Regions from separate parts of the Mus musculus genome. Here regions 1 and 3 are each linked to region 2. The links are chromatin contacts, called in public promoter capture Hi-C maps. All regions are on one chromosome and are shown on one strand. Each heading gives the region's core, a stretch centred on a gene start, on an enhancer-like site or on the middle of the called end of the contact. The rest is flanking DNA. Distances are from core to core; before and after follow the strand shown.

The links. Promoter capture Hi-C pulls out the DNA fragments that hold promoters and counts their contacts.
Region 1: a contact with region 2 is called in a promoter capture Hi-C map of pre-B cells, with 4 times the contacts expected there. The contact joins the promoter of Kcna3 here to the promoter of Tafa3 in region 2.
Region 3: a contact with region 2 is called in a promoter capture Hi-C map of liver, with 6 times the contacts expected there. The contact joins the promoter of Strip1 here to the promoter of Tafa3 in region 2. A contact is called at or near these places in 4 of 39 promoter capture datasets (the HPC-7 cell line, embryonic stem cells, hippocampal neurons and 1 more).

Annotation. Positions count from the first base shown.
Region 1 is chr3:107,032,897-107,037,490 of GRCm38.p6, forward strand. It overlaps Kcna3 (potassium voltage-gated channel, shaker-related subfamily, member 3), which reads left to right and starts at 3,266. Exons shown (of 1, transcript NM_008418.2): 1 at 3,266-4,594. The coding sequence starts at 3,527.
Region 2 is chr3:104,775,989-104,780,254 of GRCm38.p6, forward strand. Tafa3 (TAFA chemokine like family member 3) reads right to left here and starts at 1,559. Exons shown (of 7, transcript NM_183224.3): 1 at 1,189-1,559; 2 at 1-108.
Region 3 is chr3:107,630,256-107,634,567 of GRCm38.p6, forward strand. Strip1 (striatin interacting protein 1) reads right to left here and starts at 1,455. Exons shown (of 21, transcript NM_153563.2): 1 at 1,246-1,455. The coding sequence starts at 1,425. Gm10961 (a long non-coding RNA gene) reads left to right here and starts at 1,346. Exons shown (of 3, transcript XR_375960.3): 1 at 1,346-1,747; 2 at 2,672-2,935; 3 at 3,851-4,312.

The sequences.
Region 1 (4,594 bases), core at 2,016-4,515, 2.3 Mb after region 2:
AGCACAGATGGAAGAGAGAGGAAAGAGTATTTATTTAAAATCAGGCAGTAGCGGTGAGGGAAGGCATTACTTACTTTTTACATGAAGAAATACTGTTATGGAGCAAGTCATGTGAAAATCTAGAGAAAGAGCATTTGAGGGACAGGGAAGAGAAAGTATGAAGACTGATATAGAAATTAACTTGATATGATTCAGAATCACCATGACCCTGCCTGGCTTCAATGGGCTGAATGGCTACAGGTTATATCCTATGCTATTTCTTTACTTTCCTGTATTGTTAATTAAAAGCATTGAATTCTTGTATTGTTAACTAAAGGCACAGACTTATAGCCTTTCTTCTGAATTCTGTGTAAGTTGAATTCTTAATAACGGACAGGTCTATATATTTAAAGTTAGGAAAGCACAATGCCTAGTATGTGGGTAATTGTTCTTTCTCCATTCTTGTATCTATAAATGTGAGTTAGGATAGTTCCTAATCCTTTCACATCCTCAGATACCCCAGAGCTATTCCCAGATGTTGCTTCCCATCTGGTGAACAAATGCGAAGCTATTTCTATTCCTGCTACGGCAGGTCAGAAGCCAAACCTATACGTAGAGCAAATAGAAAGGCCAAATGCTAAGACTCACTTGCTGCTTGCAAACCTGATGGTTTTACTTCGACTTGAATACTAGGGACTGAAATGCAAAGCAATCCTGCACAGGCTCTGAGAAGCTGTTTGCTTTGCCACAGTTCTACACTTAAACATTATAATAATAATATTATTATTATCTCACAGGGGTGTCATGAGGATTAATGAGACATTATCAAATCACTTTGAGCTACTCCCCTGGGGGTACTAAATAAATGGTATGTGTCCCCCTGAAGTGCCACTTTTGACATTGATTTGTTGCAACTGGTTCTGCTGTCCAACAGGGCTGGAACGCTCCCACCAGCCCGTTTCCTATAGGCGAACAAGTAGCCATCAAAAGGCACTGGTTTTCAGTTCAAATAAATATGAATTGAAAGAGAACAGTCAGCAATCAGAGGCAAATAGGCTGCTCTTTGAAATCCAGTATTTATCAAGTGCTCACGGTGATCAGCATGAGTGTTTCCCAGTGTAATATAATACTGCAAACACTAGATTTGGGACCGATCCAAGATTTTAGGACCAGCCCTGTCACTAACCAGCTATGTGAGCTAAACTGCTAAACTTCTCTAGATCTCAATTCTAAGATAAGGGCTGTCCTAATAAGGCCATCAAGGTCTTCCAGACAAAGCAAATGGATGAAAGCAGTGAGAATAGGCATTCTGAAAGAGAGATACTTTACAGCAGGGAGAAACGTGTGACCATCCATCACGGGACCATCCTCTGCTCTCATCTCCTTTGCCTTTGATTAATATTAATTTCAGTATTAATTCCTGCAAAAGTAAGAATAAATCATCTCCCCAGTCAGACATAGAAGTGCAAGAAACAGTCTTTAAAAATAGGGTCTTTGCCTCTCAGTGAGCTCTCCTTGTGACACTCCGTCTTTCCCAATCTTAGATTTACAAAAATAAATATGTAAATATTCATCAACTGTTCCCCTAATCACTGGTTAAAATAAGAAGCTGACCATTGCACAACAGATTGCTCTGAAACTGTGTATTTAAGAGGGATTTAAATGGTTTCCCAGTTTCTTCATCTGACAATAGACTCCACTCTCTGCAGTGCCCAGCACTCAGATGGTTGTAAAGCGAAACATGAAGGAATGATAAAACAAAAACAAACAAACAAACAAACAAACAAACGAAAACCTGGTGCTTGTTACACCCCCAAATGCTGCTCTAGAAACTTGTAGGGTGATTGGACTGCTGGCTCAGCTCTCCCTCGCTCCCCAGCCCAGGAATCACAATAGGGTCCTGAACTCAAAAGAAGAAATATCTCCCCAGAGCAGACAGAAATAAATACAAAGCATCACTTGTTGCAGAATTCAGTACAACAAACAAATGCTGAGATCCCAGGATTTCCAAGTTGCTAACAACAGAAGTTGGGCAAGCCCTCTTTATCATAGTTTAGTAGTTGGGAGAGGGGGTAAGAAAAACATGACGACAGATCACTCTTACATCAAACTGAATTTTCAGCTAACTTCATGGAATGAGTGAATGTCTAGACAATAGTTCCTCTTTTGCAAACGATTGCAATGATTCAAGGGGGTAACAGAATTTTGTAACTCTGGTACTTATACTTGGGGTAGCTAAATGTCTGGGAACAGAAATTATGTTTAAAGCAACCAGCACAATTTAGAGAAACAGTTTAAGGGAGATAATATTTTCTGTAGGCCCATATCAAGCAAGAGAGGCACAATCTGCAAAATGAAGGCTTTCCCACATTAACAGCTAAAATACACTTTCTCGAGTTCCCTACTGCAAGGGCAGGTATCATTGTGTTAATTAAACGCTAGGTATTGGGCCTGTTCGTCACACAGTAAGGTGTGGTGAATTTTCTTTACCATTCCCTCTTATTTTTTTCCACTGCCCTCACTAATCCCAACCAGAAACTTGCCCCTGATTCTGCCCGCACTGAGCTAACCATTATAAAAATGAGGTCTCCAGATGCCTTTAAGGACCCTCTTTTTAGACTGCTGGGAAGACTTGAGACCCCATGTTACCCATTAACCCATTGCTTCCTGTCCAAAAATATCGTTTACTGCACCAACACCCAGGTTTTAGCATTATTCTACCCCTCTAAATCCGGATGCTGGCCCCAGACTATCCTATCCTGCACTAGCCCAGACAACCTAGCCTGCAGCCCCTCCTCCCAAGACATTCAGGGTCTGGATGCCTGGATGCCTCCTTTGCTTGGGACTTTTTGTTACCTACTCTAGTGGAACTTGCCCTTCTTGGCAAAGTGTCAAGGGCCAGGAGGCCTCCCTTCGAGGGATGAGGTGTGGTCCTTGCGTGGGTATAACAGCCCTGAGATTAGGTCTCGACCACGCGCGGGAAGGGAACGCGCGCTGACCAGGAGCGAGCAAGCAGAGCCCAGGAACGAGGTCAGGCGGCCGGGTTCCTCCAAGGCCAGCGTGGCTGGGTAGGGGTTCCGCGGAGTCTGGGGAGTGGGGTGCAAGTTGGCGGCGATCCAGTGACAAAGAAGGTCGAGGAACAAGGGTGGCAAGCGGGAAGCGGAGCGCGCGCGCGCGGTGGGCGGGAAACCCGGGGGCGGTGGCAGAGAGGCGGGCGCGCGCCCCGCGGGGAGGGGTGCGGAGGAGGGAGGAGGAGGCGTCTGGACCGTGCAGCCCCGCGGGCCGCGCCAGCCCAGACAGAGCCTCGCGGCAGCCGCAGCAACAGGCGGCGGGGCCGGGCTCGTAGGGCAGAGGCGGCGGTGGGGCGGGGAGCTCCAGGAGGAGCGACTCGGGCCGGCAGCCGCCAGCAGGGAAGGAAAGCACCGCCGCCTCCCGCGCTCGACCGCCGCAGCCCTCCACCCATCACCGCGCCCACCCTGCACCGGACCCCGCAGGAGGCGGCGCGCGCATCCTGCAGAGCCCCGGCCACGCCGAGCTGCCGCCAGACATGACCGTGGTGCCCGGGGACCACCTGCTGGAGCCAGAGGCGGCGGGAGGCGGTGGCGGGGACCCGCCTCAGGGAGGCTGTGGCAGTGGCGGCGGCGGTGGCGGCTGCGACCGCTACGAGCCACTGCCACCCGCGCTGCCCGCCGCGGGCGAGCAAGATTGCTGCGGCGAGCGTGTGGTCATCAACATCTCTGGGCTGCGCTTCGAGACGCAGCTCAAGACCCTCTGCCAGTTCCCCGAGACACTGCTGGGCGACCCCAAGCGGCGCATGCGGTACTTTGACCCACTCCGCAATGAGTACTTCTTCGACCGCAACCGACCCAGCTTCGACGCCATCCTCTACTACTACCAGTCCGGGGGCCGCATTCGCCGGCCGGTCAACGTGCCCATCGACATCTTCTCCGAGGAGATCCGCTTTTACCAGCTGGGTGAGGAGGCCATGGAAAAGTTCCGTGAGGATGAGGGCTTCCTGCGGGAGGAGGAGCGACCCCTGCCCCGCCGTGACTTCCAGCGCCAGGTGTGGCTGCTCTTCGAATATCCGGAGAGCTCCGGGCCGGCCCGGGGCATTGCCATTGTGTCAGTGCTGGTCATTCTCATCTCCATTGTCATCTTCTGCTTGGAGACGCTTCCCGAGTTTCGCGATGAGAAAGACTATCCCGCCTCCCCGTCGCAGGACGTGTTTGAGGCTGCCAACAACAGCACGTCGGGGGCCCCTTCTGGAGCCTCCAGCTTCTCGGACCCCTTCTTCGTGGTGGAGACCTTGTGCATCATCTGGTTCTCCTTTGAGCTTCTGGTGCGGTTCTTTGCTTGCCCCAGTAAAGCCACCTTCTCCAGAAATATCATGAACTTGATAGACATTGTGGCCATCATTCCTTATTTTATCACTCTGGGCACTGAGCTGGCTGAACGACAAGGTAATGGGCAGCAGGCCATGTCGCTGGCCATCCTGAGAGTCATCCGCCTAGTAAGGGTTTTCCGCATCTTCAAGCTCTCCCGCCATTCTAAGGGGCTGCAGATCCTAGGACAGACGCTGAAGGCTTCCATGCGGGAGCTGGGGCTGCTCATATTC
Region 2 (4,266 bases), core at 309-2,808:
GGCCTCTGCCTGTTCATCTGCTGGTCTCAGACTTGTTCCATCTGATGAACAATATGGCGGTTGTTCAGAATGGAGAGAGACCAGACCCCTGGAGGGGCTAAGAGGAAGCTTGGAAGAGAGTAAGAGAAAGGGAGGATGAGGAACTCCAGCTTAGGCTGTCCCAAGGCAAAGGCAGCCATTTCTGCTCTGGGAATCTGCCCTTGCTCCCCTACCCTCCTCCCTCAGACTACAGAGCAGTGGGGGCAGTGACCCTGAGACGAGTGAATAGGCTTTCTTTTTCCTAGGAGTGAAGCAGGGGTGGGAGGGTCTAAGAATCGGTGCTGTCATCTTTCTGGTCTTGGGATAGAGCTAAGGTCAGAAAAGGGGGTGGAGTCTGCCAGCTTTGTCCCAGAAGAGACCGCTGGGGAAGAAGCCCCAGGTCTCCCAGTTCTGTGTCTCCCTCCACCTCTAACCAACCCATCCTGAGCCTTGCTTCCTGGACTCTTCTGAAACTGGCTGAATTCTGCTGCTGTGTCTCAGCCCCACCTCAGAGGGCTAGCCTTGCACGGCAACAGGTCTCTGCTTCCGTGCACAGCCCACAAGAGCTTCTCCACTCTCTGCCAAAGGCCTTTCCTCATTCAGTCCCCAGTGAGAAGTCAAACTGAAGCACATTGCTGGTGATCTGAGGGAGGGCCTATCGAGGGGAATGCAGGTGGGGGTGGAAGGTGTGTGGGGCCAGTCCCCTGGGCATGGGTGTGTCCCCACACTTCTAGATGAACCTCCTTTCTCATAAGTCTTCTTTCTCAGGCTATGCCAGGAACCCTCATTTTGACCATTGCAAATGCCATTCGTTCTTTTCTTGGGGACATCCTATTTCTGGTTGAGTTCTAACCGTGTCTGATCCAACACACACATTTCTCCTAGGTATTCCAGTGCTCAGAGAACCTGGAGAAGATGGGAGACTTGGGCTCTCTGGCGTTCTATTCATTCCCTCCTGGAAAGGTACAGGAGAAGGGAGTTTCTGGGATTTGTTCGTCAGCATCCATAGTCTGCCTCAGTTTCCTTGAGCTGTTTCCCCAATCCTTAATTCAGGCTAAGATGGGGCTGGGAGAGCAGCCTCCATAGCAACAAGAGGTCAACAAGAACCTTAAATCTTGCTTTTGCTTACTTCTGTTCCCTCTAGCATTTATTCTTACTCCTGGTACCCACCTGCTTCACAGCAGTGGCCCGGGTTCAACTTTCTGGCCTGAGGTCCTCGCTGCTTCTGAGCTTGGCATCTAGACTCTCCAAATCGGGCTCTTCGAGGGAGTGGCCAGCTTAGGTGTTGTCTGGTTTTGAGCTCTGTCCGCGATAGATCGTCAAAGTTGTTGCGCCCGAGGAGAGCAGGGGCTCTGGCTAAGCTGGAGTCTCCGGCTTAGAGCACCTAGATGCTCTGGTCCAGCACCCACCAGTTCTGCGGGGCTAGGCCGGGTCCTCCCGAGCTTTCGGTCTGCAGGTTGAGGAGCGCGCAGCCGCTAGACTGGGAGTCGTTCTCGCTACTCCAGCCTTTGCGGGCACCGCCGGCTTCTTCGAAACTGTGTGGGGGTGCTCTGCGGGGAACCTGGGCACAGCTGGCCCGCAGCGGCCTCTTGTGGCGCACAGCAAGTCAGGAATAGAAGCCCACCGACTCTCTTTTCAGGGACAGTTCCTTGAGCAAAACACATCAATTATAGCAGGTCACTAAAACTTTCAGGAATGTGGCCCCTAGTCTAGTAGTTCAAGGAGGTAGGTGGTATTTTGGGATGGGGATAGGCGTTGCATCTGGGAGTAGTATTCATTTAGACCAGCAGTAGGCTGTTACTTAAATCCGAGCTCATTAAATCTTACAATTCAGTTCTTCAGACCTCGGACAGGGTTTCACACCTGTAATCCAGAATTTCGGAGACAAGGCAGGGGTTAAGTGTGAGACCCTATCTAAAACAAACAAAAAAAACAAACAAACAAGCATACATACATACAAACAACAATAAAACTCAAACCAAACCGAACAACCTTCTAAACCCAAACAAAGAAAGAAAAGCACAGCAGGGGTAGGGAGATGGGAAGGTAAGATTGCCTGAAAGTTTGAGGAAGTTTGGTCTGTATGGTTTACACAAGGTTCCAGACCTGCTAATGGCTACTTAGCCAGACCACATCTTCAAAGGAAAGAAAGAGAAAAGGAGGTGGTGTGTGTGTGTGTGTGTGTGTGTGTGTGTGTATAAAATCCAGTTCTTTGTTAGTACAATCAAGTGTTATTTAAGGTGCTTCCCAGGCACTAAAAGCAGACCACTGTATTAGAAGATTCTCAAGTTGCATAGTTTTTGGTTTTTTTTTCTTTGTTTTGTTTTGTTTGTTTGTTTGTTTGTTTTACCACAGGGGTTCCCGGCTGCCACCCGGGAAGGATAGTAAATACTTTCAACGGGCTGGAGAGATGGCTCAGCAACCACACGATGGCTCACAACCATCTGTACAGCTGCAGTGTACACATATACATAAAATAAATAAATAAATATTTAAAAAAATATACTTCCAGCACAGAAGTGCTGCCCTCCTGCGTGGGAGGACCAAGGGTAGTACCGGGGTGGAGAACCAGGCTGCAAGGTTTCACCAGGCATGAATGGCCCTGTGGATAATGGGTGTGACTCTCACCTTGGAAACCAAATCTGAGGTTTCTAGTATCTTCATCAGAAAGACAGTCAATAGTCCCAACAACAAAAATACGACAGGTTCATGTTTTGGGCTCATTAAACACTTGAGGGTAGAAGTGTGCTGTGACTCTGCCTCTTCCCAGCAGAGGTGTATGTACCTGTTAGAGTAAGGAAGGTTTGGGAACGTAATAGTGTGGGGGAAACAAAGAAGGACCCTGCTTCTGGATCCTGAGCATACAGCCCGGGACGGGGCGCTCCCTCTCTCTGGATCTCTCTTTCCAGGGTGCTGAGAATTGAATTCAGGTTATCAGGCTTGGCACTTTTGCCTGCTAAGCCATTCCCCCTACCTCTTTAAGACCAAGTCTCATTATGTAGCCTTGGCTAGTCTGGAATTTACTATGTACTCAGGCTAGCCACCAACTTGTGCTCATCCTGTCTCTACCTCTGCCTCCTAAGATTATAGATGTGTGCCACCATGTTTGTTCTGAGAATGCCCTCTTCCCGCCCCACCCCCTTCTCCTCTGTAATGGAGGAGTGTCATTCAGCTCCCAGCAGGGTAAGCATCTCACCAACTTTTCCTGCCTTCTTCCTCCTTGCTCTCACTGTACTGCCTCAGGGAGAGGGCCGGGAATGACTGAAGAGGTCTGATGGTCTAGGAATAGGAGAGGGGTTCAGATGCACGAGAGCCCTAGAGTTTGGTTATAGATGGGAGCCAGAGTGGTTCCAGAGTTCAGGGGAGCAGCTAGCATCCCTGTCCATGATCTGATACTGGAGTCCAGGGGTCAATAGACCCCAGTTCTGTGGCGTGGCCCATCTTTGCAGTCACACTGTGGATGCTGTGAAGAGCCCAGAAGCTGGGTGATGCCGAAAGGTGATAGATAAACTGACCCAGAAACACTGAATAATAAAACTAAAGCTTTTTTTTTTCTCTCTCTCCAGTCTTTGGCTTCCCACTGACATTATCAGACAGTTGGCTTCAGTTTTTCTCAGGAAGAAAACACTCATAGTGGCAGTATGCATGTTCTTTGCCCCTGGCTGCCTTTGAGTCTGATTTTATCAGTCCTCCCCACCTCTACCCTGGTGATTTCATTTTTCTCTGCCCTGCCCTTCCCCTACCCCCAAACACAGACCTAATTACAGCAAGTTTGTACTTTGAATGACCACTGTGTAATTTTTATTTAGAAGTGGTCGAGAAAGGCGGCACAGGTTAGCCCAGGATATGAACAGGATGCACATAGCTGGGTGCCTTGAGGTGGAGTCTCAGCTAAGAACAGGGAGTCGTGGTTCCCTCAAGGAAGGGCCTTGACTTCTGCTAAACTGTGTGTTGGGGATAGATGAAGGAGTGGATAGTGATCAACTCTCTAAGCCCAAGTATAAGGACAGAATTCTTTCTGAATCGGGTCAGTAATCCTTCCCTAGAGAGAAGACAGAGAAAAACAGCCCCTCTGTGTGAATCGTAGTGGGCTTTCCTGCGACCCACACACGCTTTTGGCCTGGCCTTTGTCTCCCCCTGGCGGTAGCCAGAGAACTTGCTCAGCATTGCTTTTCTGCTTGCAACCTCAGGGTGGAAATTTAGGAGTCCCGCTCCCCTCTGGGCCTTTTTCCTAGTCCAGAGAAGCCA
Region 3 (4,312 bases), core at 205-2,704, 2.9 Mb after region 2:
CTCCAGTCCACTCAAACATTTAAAAAGAGAAATTTGAAGGTGTAGTTCAATTCTCAGGGTTCTCTTCAGAAAACCTGGACAAGTCTGGTCATTAAAGGTCTTACAAACTTAACTTCCATACTCCTTCGTACTTAAGAGATCACTGAGAAGTAGCCACTGATCACCCATCATTCCACAACAAAAGGCTCCTAAAAGGTCCATCTTTTTCAAAAAAGCCACTCTAAACTCATCCTCTCAACTCTGGGCTTGTTCCTTTGTGACATAAGTTATCAGAATTTGAGCCTGCGACAACAACAAAATGTTTGGAGGGAACTGATTTCTTAGGCTTAAAGACACTATCTTTAGTATCTGGTACTAGCTGAAGCATCAAATTTGAATTTGAGGAATTCCCTCTCGGTAAGTGCCTGGCTGTTCATCACACTGGAAGTTGTCTCAGGTGGAGGAGATTGCGTAGTAAGCGCTCTGGGAATGAATGTGCTGATGAGGAAGCCCTGAAATGCTGCGACGAGACGGGTGTGTGTTCATTCATGAATTCTGCAAACGGAAGCAGTGGGAGGAATTTTAACTTGGGGCGAGGTGAATAGCTCCAGACAGCGCGGGCAAAGGGAATCGCAGCTCACTAGCAAGGAGGAGAATCCGGCGCCCTTTGTGTACTTCTGATCCCTTCACAGCTCAGCAACTGGGCTCACTGGGCATGCAAAAATACTTGGCAATGTCTGGCCGCGGTTTGATCCAGCGCTGACTAAAATTCGGAGGGAAGCCACAATGTGCTCTCTCTGCTACTCACACAACCTGGGGCCGGCCAAGCAGCACTAGAGAGAGAAGCCCTGTTCTAAGCGCCCGCTAAACTCTCCTGGGTCCCTTCGCTGCCAACTGGCGTGGCCCACCACCCTGCTAAGATCAGAGGCCGGAAAGGATGAGGGGCTAACCAGCCAGCAGACCACCGATTTTGCACCCCAGGAGGGCTGTGCCTCAGGCCACGCCCCCGGGGGCGACCGGCCATCCCCGGCTCGGGGACCTTCTTCCCCCGGCCGCAGCAGAGTTGGTGACAGGGCTCCGGGCTTTCCTCCCCGGGGCTGTGGCGGCTGCCAGCCTAGCTAACTGCACGGTTCCCGGTAAAGTGACAGCTCCCAGGGTCCCTGTCAAGCCGTCGGGAAGCCCGGCTGGGCCCGGATGCCGCCCCGGTCTCCCGGGACCCCCTCTGTCACCCGCCCGGTGCCAGCCTCGCCCCCCTGCAGCTCTGACCTCCGAGTCTTTGCGCTGGTTGCGGTTGAACTCGCGGGCTTTGCCCCCCGGCAGGAGGCCTCCGGCGGCCCTCGGCGCCCCAGGAGGAGGCTGCGCGGTGGCAGGCGGCGGAGGAGGTGGCGGCTGCGGCTGCTTGTTGTTCACAATCAGAGGGCCGGGACCGGCGGCTGCCGGCTCCATCTTGGCTGCTCCACACCCCCGGCTCAATTCGCGGACGGCCTCCCGTCAGGCAACTCTCGCGTGATTTCCTCCAGGAAATTTCCCCAATCGCCATATTCAGTGTGGCTGCGTGTGTCGAAAGCCGCAACTGCCAATCACCTCCCAAGGTCTTTCCTGGCTTTGTCATTTAGTTTCCCCTCCCTCCTTCCCGTGGAACTAAGCCGGAGACGTGCGGCTGGGCTCGCAGGAATCCCTTTAGATGTCTTTTTTATCCATGAGACTTAACACTTTAATTCGTTGTCTATCATCGCTTTGCCTGTCTTTAGAGCCCTCCCTGTTCAAGGTGAGGCAGGATGAAAGGGGAAATTAGGGAGACATCATTAAAGAAAGCAATTCCTGACTCATGGGTCTAGTTGACACGTTTTCCTAGCAAAGAATTTCTGTACAATTAACAACTGGTTGTGGCTTTTCTCTAACCTTCCAGCTGAAAAACCTCCAAGTCAGTAGGACTCTGTAAGAAACACCTTGTGCAACCCTGGGGACTCCTGGTTTTACTTATCAGATTATAACTCCATCCAAGACACCTCTGGAGCCACGTTAATAATCTCACTTATCAAAACAGGGGAAAAAGCCGGGCGTTGGTGGCGCACGCCTTTAATCCCAGCACTTGGGAGTCAGAGGCAGGCAGATTTCTGAGTTCGAGGCCAGCCTGGTTTACAAAGTGAGTTCCGGGACAGCCAGGACTATACAGAGAAACCCTGTCTTGAACTTGAAGTGAAGAGAGACAGAGAGAGAGAGAGACAGAGAAAGAGAGAGAGAGAGAGAGAGAGAGAGAGAGAGAGAGAGAGAGAGAGAGAGAGAGAGAGACTCTTGGGGGCTAAGGATAACAGTATGAAGTTGTATCTGTCCTCAAGCCACTGACAAATACTTTTAAGGATATAATAATGAACAAAAATAGGATTCTAGTCTTCGTGGAGTTTACATTCACATGGGGGAGATAAACAAATGAATAAATAAAACTGAAATTGAAAATATAACAGAGAAATCATGGGGAAATGAGGGTGTGTTTAATAATCCCTTAGAAGTGGCTCTTGCTTTTCTGCCTTCATTTTGTAGCTGTCTCGTTTACTCTGAATTACCTGCTCACATCTGTATTGACTCAAAGAGCAATCATCCAAAAATGGTGGCCTCTCACCTCATTCTCCGTCACGTCTGAGTGCCAAACACATAGGAGTAACCAAGATGGTTTTAATGTTACTTTTTACAGTGTCCTCCTCCAGAAACCTCCCTCCCCAAGAAGCAGGTACAAGACTCTTGGTCACTGGCCTCAACCCTCTAGACATCAGGAGTGGCAAAGCCTCACAGAACACAGCATCCCCGGATGACGAACAGCTCTTTCTATCATGGCCTGTGCACCCTGGAGGAGAAAGAATCAACTCCTGAGAACCAGCTTGTCCCTTAAGTAAAAAGGACTTCTACCATCTCATAGAACCAACACTGAGAGGATGATAACCAGACCACACTTGCCCAGGTCTGCTGGAATTTTCCTATCTCCCGCCCTCAATCTCAATTCTAATTCTATTTAAATCTAAAGTAAGTTTCCCCAAAGACAGATTTGGGATCAGTAAACACCTTATGTGTTTCTCTTTACAATGTTCACATCGATGAAATCTTTGTGTGTTGTTGTTCTCCTTTTCCTCCCCTTCTTCCTTCTTCCTCCTCCTCCTTCTTTCTTCTCCTCCTCCTCCCCCCACCTCTATCTCCTTCTTCATTTGTGTCTTTGTTGGGTATATTGAAGACTAGTGATGAAGCCTGAATTAGTGGAGATGCAAAAGCCAACATTTTGGCCCTAAACACATGGGTTACAGATACAGGGGTGTAGTTTGATGGAATAACTTTGTGTATGTTACTGGAATTGAAATTAAACCCTGGGCCTTATACACCAGTCTCCCCCCTCCCCCCTTTTCTCTCTTTCTTCCTTTCTTCTTTCTTTCTTTCTTTCTTTCTTTCTTTCTTTCTTTCTTTCTTTCTTTCTTTCTTTCTGTGTGTGAGAGAGACAGGGTTTCACTGTAGCCGTGGCTGTCCTGGAACTCACTCTGTAGACCAGGCTGGCCTCGAACTCAGAAATCTGCCTGCCTCTGCCTCCCGAGTGCTGGGATTAAAGGCATGTGCTACCACTCCCAGGTCACGCTCACACCCTCCGCGCCCCCCCACCCCACCCCATTTCTAAAGATAATCAGGTAAGACTAAATGTGGCCTGACTGTTTACAGAAGTGTAGCAAGAGTGGTTGCCTGTCCATGGGCTCACTTTAAGTATTTGTTGGAATTCTTCATATGAAATGTGAGGCTAGGGGGGTGTGTGTGTGTGTACGTGTGTGTACGTGTGTGTGTGTGTGTGTGTGTGTGTGCTCGCACGCGCGTCTCTGTTAACTGAGCAATCTCTCAGGTCACAGAAAGAATTTTGAAAGCGCCTCGAGGATGGGAAGACAAGCCATCATGGAGGATAGACTGTGAACTGGCTGAACTCTTCTGCCTTAGGGGATCTTCCAAACAGTCGTGAGCTTTAGGAGTGCCAGAAAGTGATGTTGGTCACTTACCTGGAAGGCAGGGCACATTTGAAAGCAAGCATCAGGCCAGTTACTCAATCCTAGCTCCTTAAATCTGCAGGAAAAGGTTGTCATCATGATAGGAATGAGACCAAGTTCTACTTTTGTATCAATGTATTTTTATAATAAAGCTTATTGTAAAGCAAGTCTCCTAAGTGCGTTTCAGTTTAGCTTGATCTCACTTTTCTCTCTCTACAACTCTATATCATCTTAGGTATGATCTGTTTGTTTTCAAATTATGTCCTTCAGCCTCTCCTTTCAGTAGGAAACAGCCTGCAGTGTGAACCACCAACCCAGCTTAG